2 separate regions of the Capsicum annuum genome follow, and region 1 is linked to region 2. The links are chromatin contacts, called in public Hi-C maps. All regions are on one chromosome and are shown on one strand. The core of a region is the stretch at or near the end of the contact, and the rest is flanking DNA. Distances in the headings are between cores, read along the strand shown. Region 1 holds the start of LOC107868137 (2-alkenal reductase (NADP(+)-dependent)). Region 2 holds the start of LOC107852353 (leucine-rich repeat and IQ domain-containing protein 1).

Evidence for each region. A called contact is a pair of places that touch in the nucleus more often than the background predicts.
Region 1: a contact with region 2 is called in a Hi-C map of leaf, with 6 times the contacts expected there. The contact joins the promoter of LOC107868137 here to the promoter of LOC107852353 in region 2. A contact is called at or near these places in 4 of 5 Hi-C or Micro-C datasets (bud, leaf and placenta).

Annotation. Positions count from the first base shown.
Region 1 is chr4:27,349,627-27,354,422 of UCD10Xv1.1, forward strand. It overlaps LOC107868137 (2-alkenal reductase (NADP(+)-dependent)), which reads right to left and starts at 2,267. Exons shown (of 2, transcript XM_047411772.1): 1 at 1,779-2,267; 2 at 1-140. The coding sequence starts at 2,003.
Region 2 is chr4:26,377,681-26,382,078 of UCD10Xv1.1, forward strand. It overlaps LOC107852353 (leucine-rich repeat and IQ domain-containing protein 1), which reads right to left and starts at 2,923. Exons shown (of 4, transcript XM_047411771.1): 1 at 2,664-2,923; 2 at 498-673. The coding sequence starts at 647.

The sequences.
Region 1 (4,796 bases), core at 1,017-3,516, 970 kb after region 2:
TCATGGATTTTAAACAGAGTGTGAATAGCTGTAAAAATACTATATTCCTCCCATCCAGTCATTCCCCAAACTAAGTCACCTTTCTTGAAGTTTGAATCACCAGATTCCAAAACTTTAGCCACTCCGTATCCAGTGATAGGCTACATCACAGAAGAAAGTTATGAGAAGCATTATCATACAACAAACTGTTAATGACACATCGAACATTTCCTTAATTCCATCAGTTTCTTAATTCCAGTCGCTCCTTTCATAGTGTAGGATGGATCCAAAGCACCATACATATGGAATATACATTTAGTCCACTTACCCTTAAGGTTTCTAACAACTAAGAGGTCTTGGAAAAAGAAATGGAAAAAGAAATAAAGTTCCATTTGGAACATTCGAGGTCTCAACAACTTACTCAGGGAATTCAAACTCACTTGCAATTCATTGATATTTATATCGGTACATAGTTCACGAAATAATTGGAAAGCTTGTTCATTTTGTTTTACAACAAAATGTACTAAAACTTTGTAATCTGTTTCAACAATAACAAGAAATGTTCGTATTTTAGTTAGGAAAAAACTACAATCATAACATGCTGAATGGAGAGAGCATTTTAGGTGAAAAGAATAGAAAGGTTTATTTGATTGTTTGTAGGAGGAAGAAGAAACCACGAACATTAAGAATGATTTTATCCAACCTATATAGATTACTTGGAATAAGAAATGTATGACTTAGTTAAACTCATCAGTTTTGCTGAACTAAATGGGCATCAATTTTGATAAACAGATGGAATCAACATAATATTGGTACATTAGTCCAAACTAATCACACCCTTAAACTATTCAGTTTGCCTTTAAAAATTACAAACCATTTTCAGTAAATATAATTAATTAACAATCCCAATGCAAACAAGAAAACATTAATTTGTTTTATAGCCGTGGTGTCCAGGTTAGCTTTCGCACACCTCAACTAATTAATCCAGGGATACCTCCCACCAGCAACAAGTACCAAGTACTTGTTAACTCTGTCCACCAAAGCTAGAACAAATGAGATGAAAGCACCTAGTTTTTTGTCTCTACTAGGTAAACATTTTTATAAGCAAATAGGCTTAAGGGATCAAAGGAACATTCGAAAACGTTTCAAACAAGAGAAACAAGAAAAAAAGAGTTTTCTTTGATTTGGATTGTTTCACCCATTTGATAATAAACTAACAGAAGTTGAAAAAGAAAGCCTAAGCTATTCTATTACAGTATTAGATTCAGTAGAGACATAAAATGGTTCCCTCTTCCCCACATACAAAGTTATAAATCAAACTAGTACTCCACTTTCCCAATTTACGTGGCACAGTTCAAATTTTGAGAGTCAAACAATTTATTTTTGATTGTGATTTTGGACATAGAATCTTTAAGTTTTTTGAAATAAAAGCAATATATTCGAATTCAATATCTTTTAAAAGAAATATGAAAAAATTGTTGTCAAAGAAAAACATGTTTGAATCTCGAAACTCAAAGGTGCCACATAAATTTGAACAGAATGAGTAATTAACTAACAACGCCAAAGCAAACAAGAGTAGCAACTAACAATACAATATTGTCTAAATGGGTTCATGGTACATTCTAGAGGTGTCAAAATGAACTCAAATTGAGGTGACCCGCCTAATTCACCCAATAGTTAATGGATTGGGTTGAAGATAATTACTATTATGTAAATCTCAACCTACTAGTAGAACAAACAACTGACAATGCTCCCACTCTCAAATTTATTTACTAAATTCAATAAAATGAAAAACTTACAGAGCCAGGAGTGAAGGAGTCGACATAGCTACCCTCTTTTTTCTGCATGCGGGAACGCATGTAAGGGTCACATGACAAGTAAAGATTCTTCAAAAGGACAGCATTAGAACCTTCTGGAACTTTCAGTTTAATGGTGCCATTCTTGATTTCCATGTCCGGTTCCTTGGGATAACCAGTCACATAGTGTTTTAGAATCACCTGTTTGTTGCTCACTTCTTCTGCCATTCTCTCTAATTCTTTGTTTGATGTGAATCAAGGGTTGTTGATACAAGTTTACTTAGGAGGGAGAGTGGGAGACGGAACGATCGAGAAGGCAAAGCGTTACGGATTCCATTGAGTACAATTTGTTTTGTTTCGTAACACGAGAGATAATTTCTTAAAAAATCCTTTCAACTTAGTTTACTACACAAACTTCACTCAACTAATATAGTAATTCCCTCAAAGTTCACGCAACTTTATTGTATATTGAAAAATCACTTTGAACTTTATTTTATATTTGAAAAATCACTCAACTATTATAATTTATCTATAAAGTCACTAAATTAATGATATTTCACATACAAAGATAGTCAATCGATTCAAATAATATTTCTGATTGATATTTCTGATGTGAAATTTTATTTTAAAATATTTCAGCTCAACAATATTTATTGACAAAATTACTTGAATTAATTGAGTGACGGTGGAGGTGAAATAACAATAATTGAGTGACTTTTTTATTACAAAATAAAGTTGAGTGACTATTTAAGATAAAAAATATTAGTTGAATGACCATATGAGAAACTAACGTTTATTTGAATTATTGTTACCAATTATTTTTTATTTTATTTAAATACAATATTTATTTTGATTGGTAAGTATTCATATTGGTTTTAAGATGAGATTGTATCCCGTCCTGCACAACTGAGATGCAGCTGGAAAGTTGGCCAACATCTGAATCGTTGACGCTCCCAACATTTCATCTACAGGTGTTAAACAAACTATTCACATGTAATTTATACAACGGAAAAGGGCCTAAAATGCCCTTCAACTATCTAAAATAATGTAAAAATGTCCTCCGTCTACTTATTGGATTTGAATGCTCTCTCCGTCTACCTATAGGCCTACTTTGTCCTTTTATTTAATAGATATATTTATCCCCAATTCATTAATGATATAACTCTTTTTAATTGACTAAGTAATAGTTAATTAAACTAATTAATAACCGACCTGCTAAACCTAATCCACCCAAACATAATAACTTGACCCGTCCCATCCAAACCTAATAACATTAAAAAAAAAAAAAAATTCAAAATCAGTCAGCTCTTTCTCCAATTTTTCTCTTTTTCCTCCTCCCTAATTAACGGTAATTGATGAAAGGGCACTGATCATAAGCAACATTAGCTTTATCAAAATGCTTCCGAACTTCCTGAAAGAAAGCAAAATTCACATAAAGATTTGGCGTTTCTTGTGTCTAAGATTTTCCAGCAGGCACAATTGATACACATCAAATTTACATAACAATAACAACTGATACCCTTGTGAATTAAATTCTCCAAATTGTTCAGAAAATATTCCAAGGACATGAAAAAAGAACCTGAACTACAAAAAACATAAGAACTTACCAGCATGAATACAAGCACCAACAACTAGGAAAGTGTAGCCCAAGCTCAGAAACATGGATGCCAAGTTGATGTGCCTCAGGGAGTGGAAGGACGGAAACCGAGGGAGATATATCATTACTACTGTAACCATTCCAATGAAGTGATACAATTTCAGTAGTGGTCCATGTGGAAAAAGTTCGGATTACATGATCTTGAAAGGCAAAACAGAAACAACAAATTGTTGAATAACTTGAAAAAATTTGAACACAACATTAGTATTAGTGACTATTTCATATGTGCTCTCATACTATTTAAGTTTTAGTATTAAGAACCTTGAGGCATACCACAAAATTGAATAACCTTTGTTTTGGTTGGAAAAAAAGTTATTCCGGGATTAGTTATCCCACCCTCAAGGAGGAATAAGAAAAACACTACAATCCTAGGATAACTAATCCCGGGATGAGTTATCCTATGCATGCTATGATCGACAATTCATGCTCGAAATCAGTCTTACTTTCATGGTTGTGCTTAGATCTTTTCACTCCACCAATAGAGCTGATAGTCCAGAACCAGAAGAGGGATCTCCAGAAATTTTCGGGTAGAATTCGTAGTTATGTTGTCTTCTTCTCCCTACCACGATTATTCGTGTATCAGGAAGGATGTGGTTAGTTAAATACCATCTTCGTTGAATTAAAGTACGGGTGAGCTCCACCCAATCACAGTTCTCACCCGTGCAAGGCGCTAATGTACGTATTACATGGTCCCCATCATTATATCCTCCGGTTTGGACTAATGTTCCATCGGGGAGGACCGTACCAGAAGAGCACTAAGGATCTGTTTGGAGCATTAATGCTCGGAATATGTTGCTACCAATGTCGTATAAAACAAAATGAGCAGAGCAGTCTTCGCATGATACCATGTCATTGGGGTCATAGCGACAACGCCCTCCTGGAAGTGAGAGGTTAGAATGGCCAAAATCCGTTGTATCAAAGATAACTACATTGTTCTTATGCCGGAGTTGCATGTGCACCTCGGATATGCCAATGGCTTTATGCAACAACCGCCATTCACCTGGGGGCGTCTACAATTATGAGAAACCAACATCTGAGAAGCTGATGGAGGTTGAAGAGTGAAAAATATTAGTACTAGCAAGAAGAGGAAAATGATACTTTTTTTGTCCATACGTTGAAAATATTCTTTGTGTTGTTATTAGTATGAGTTTGATAGAATTTAGGAGTTGGATAGTTAGTGTTCATATATTTATATTTCAAGAAAGTATTGAATTCAAGTTGAATTGAAGTAGAATTCAAAGAAAATGACTCCATCACTTGGCACAAAAAGGGAAATTCTGTTTCTTCATGTGTCCAGAAAGTAAGGGGCTGCCAGTATTTTGCTGGAATTTGCATTATAATGAGTCTAGCTGATACATCGTTAG
Region 2 (4,398 bases), core at 1,673-4,172:
TTAATTATGAGTGTGATATGACTAATATACCCCTTATGAATTCTTTAATCTTCATCTATTCATGTGTCTTTTAATTCTAGAATAATTAGTGCTAAAGGTAAAGTTGGAAATAGTAATTAATGCTCTCTTGATCTTTTAAACTGATAACTATTTTGAGATAAGTATTTTAGTAAACATGTCAACTATTTTGAGACGGAGGAAGTATGCGAAAAAAAGTACTCCATCCGTGCCTCATGGTCAAGTAAGGATAAACACTTCCTTATTCAAAAGAATAATTATTACTCAAACATTTTAAAGCAACACATAATCACGAAAGAAATTCCCTCATCTCTGGAACTCACATGCATAGGAAGGCTAACATGCCAAGCAATTACAATGAATACAAACACAATAGCTTCCCACAAACCCTATTTTTTGGGGGCGAAAAAAGGATTAACCTTGTACAAATCAGTTATAATAATTAATTAGCATTTAGATGCAAAATTTAGAAAAGTTACCCAAGAGTAAGGAGGATGATCAGGAGCAATATGAAGACAATCGAAGAAACGATTAAGATGTTGTTGAAGAATGACATTTTTGGTTTGTGACAATGGCACATTGGGTTCACTATTTGCCATTTTCAAAATTGCTTCTCTTAGTTTATCCATTGCTCCGTGTGAATCTTCTGTTTCTCCTGATAACACATAGCATACCCAAATATATATGTTACTAATTAACCTTACAAAAGTTTAAGATACAGCCAAAATTGAATATAGCAGTTGTGTCTTTATCACAATCTTTCCACTAGCAGCTATTTTATTAATTAAATTAAAGAAAAGGAACAAACAAATGGGCTTACATACATTGTAGGCCAATACATATTGTAAATAAAGAAAGATAAAATAAATTACAAAATTGATGGAACAGAAATAAATGTTTTGAAAAACATGCACATGGATTTAAATAAAGTAAGTGGAATGGGTAGTTGGTGAATTATAATGACAAAGTAGGGATCCAATGCATGCATATATATATATATACACACACACACACTCTAGAGGAGTATGAGCCGTGCAGCACGAGCCCAACATCAAGGATGTTTTAGAATATGTATGATAAGTTAGATTGATGCTCATTAGAATTTTAACTTGCAAAACATAATTATATAAAACATATTAGAGTAAAGTTTTACAAGATAGTTATATTCATCATATTTACATTTTAAAGGAAACTAAATCAAATGTTCTAGCCTCCTATAGAAGCAAATTCGATATTCTTCGGTTACTGGCCTTCACACTCGCCCTCCTTCTTGATCATCCTGAATCATTTCAACAATTGTGCGAGTCACAGCAGCTGCGACCCTCTCATATAATGCCCCTCGCAACAATCCGATCAAATAGCTCATGACCCTCACACAGCTCCATAACTATAAGGACTGTATTATCATCCTCATAAGTATCCTTTAAGGTGACAATATTAGGATGCTTAGGCAAATGCTTCATGATCTCAACTTCTCTCCTTACATCCTCAGTATCCACTCGAGTCCTAAGTTTCTTCTTGGATATCGATTTACAAGCATACACATCTCCAGTTGCTTTGACAGTAGACAAATATGTGACGCCAAATTCACCTCTCCCAAGATCATGCCCTAGCTCATACATCGCCTCGTTATCACCGCCAGTTGTGCAATGGCGGAGCTAGAATTTTCATGAGGGAGTTCAGAAGTAAATATATGGACTAGTCAAAGGGAGTTCAACATCTACTATATATACATAAAAATGTTTTTAATCATGTAAAAATGATATAATTTTCCGACGAACCCTGAATTCAATGTGGCTCCGCCACTGGACTTGTGTCCATTCTTATGAGCATAGACAACAGAAAATGGCTTTGGCTTACTTTTTCCCCCCTTTTCTTCTCCTCAGTGTCTGAAGTTTTTGGTACTGCACAACAATTACCCATTGAACCAGATTTTCAAAACCCAAGAACCTCAAAACTTTCAGCTAAAAAGGTCTCAAGATCTCAACTTTCCCACCAAACTAACACAACAAAAGCTTCAATTCTCACAGGTAAGGATCCAATTTTCACCTCAAACTAAAAGGGTCTAAAAATCTTACCTTTCCCCACTAAAACAACATAACAAAATCTCAACTTTCACAGCAAAATCACCAATTTCCACTCTATTAACCTCCAACTTCAAAACGGTCATTCAAGATTGCAACTTTACACAACTCAAACTTTAACCAAAATCCAACTTTTCAGCTAAAACAAAAAGGGTCTCAAAATCTTACCTTTCCCCACCAAATCAACACAACAAAATCTCAACTTTCACAGCTAAAACACCACATTTTCACTCAATTAAACTCCAACACCAAAAGGGTATCTCAAGATTGCAACTTACACTAAGCCAAACTTCAATCAATATCCAAATTTTATAAACAACTAGCACATAAATCAAGAAAACAAGCAAGTTGGGTTCCTTAAATTCTCACAAACTTCAACCAAGATCCAATTTTTACACAAAAATCAAGAAAACAAGCAAGTGGGGTTCCTTTGACTCCTCAAAAACACCAAAATACTACTTAAGAAAAATCATAGAACTCACAAAAAAAACAATTAAAAGAACAATAAACCCTGAGGTTTTTGTAAACTCAAAGGCTAAATCCTCAAAAATGGATTATTACCTGGTCAATATTTCTCTGGCAGCAAATTTGGCAGCACCCACGAACTCTTCCGATAATTACCTAACACACAGAGATAAAGTTGCTGTCGCGCTTCGTTGCTGATATCGGGTCGGAGCTGTTTCGGATTTTGCTTGGTTGGTTCGCGGGTGTCCGGTTTCTCCGTTGAGTTGCTGTGTTGTTGATATTTGTCGTTGTTTTGGCTCAAGTTGCTGTGTTGTTGTTCGATCGGTGTACCACTGCTGATGACTGATGTTGGTGTTGAATCGGGTTAGAGAAGGGAGTTGTAAGGTGGGCCGGGTCACTGGTTGTTGGGTTGGGTTTGCTGTTAGTGTTATTGGGCTGCTGACAAAATTGAAAGGGGATGGGCCTCGGTCCGGGTCAAAGAAGGTTGGGTCTAATTGGGTAGAATTAGGTTATTTTTTGGGGAAAGGACATGGGCTGACCACTTTGAAAAGAAATGGTTCGCAATTTAAAAATGTGGACAATTGGAGCCATTTGGCCCAATTTATTGGCCCAATTGAATACATGCAGTCTCTATACTCAATTGATACATTTTTATACCATATTGATACACTTTTATACAATTATTGTATAAAATATGTATTTATATTTGGTATCAAAGATTCATGTATTTGATATCAAATATTATGTGTGATTGATTAAAAAGAAGAGCAACAATTACAATGTTATCAAATCGTATTTGATTGTTAGAAAAACTACACCAATTAGAAGAATAGCTTTTAAAAAAATAAAAAAAATGGAGCTGCGAAAAAAATAGTGACAAAAAAGACAAAAAGATTTTTTTAGAAAAAGAGGGCAAGCAATGAATTTTTTAAAAAGTCTAGCAACAATTTTAAAAAAATAGCTAAAAGACAAGAAAAAAAAACATGAAGGCAGTAGCAAAAAATGACCTAAATAGCTATATTTTGAAAATTCAAAATCAATGGCCACTCAACGGCAATTCTTTTAGCTGAGTGGCTATTCTTGTCCATTCCCCTTATTTTTACGGTTATTAAAAGAAAAGAAAATGGTAGGTTACATAAAATTTGAATTTTTAATAGGTTGTAATACGTTTTATCATAACTTGTATACCAAATTTGAATTTTTGTGATACATATCTTTAGCTTTGATATATATGTATTGTGATACATTTGTAACTAAGTGGTTAGTTAAATAAGAAAATAACTAATTTTCAATTATTACAGAGAGTAAATCACGCACAAATCATGGTATAAATACATTTGGTTTCAGATGTATCATTATGAACATTTGGAGCTCCAAACTTTCCAACATAACAGGCGATAAAATTACTCAATACTCATTCAAAATTCAATCTCATACAAAAAGGAATAGTTTATATATGTTAAATATATCAAACATTTATAAACGAATCAAAAATCTGAATCACTATCAAAAAGTATCTGTCATATATACACTAGTATTTTGACAACAAATGTATCGCTTATATCTATCACCAATAGACTGACAGCAAATATATCACTCATATGTATCACCATTTATAGTACGAAAATGTATCAAGAAATTAACAACATTATATATGTGTCAAATGCATTAATAAAAAAATATATGTATCAACGCCGAATTCGATATCTAATTCTACGGACCATTGCATCAGACATCGGCATTGTCATGGTTCCGCCGAAAACTGTTAGATTTTTTAGCTTCTACAGTATGAAAATTCTTCAAAGAAATATGAATGTTTGTCAGCATGAAG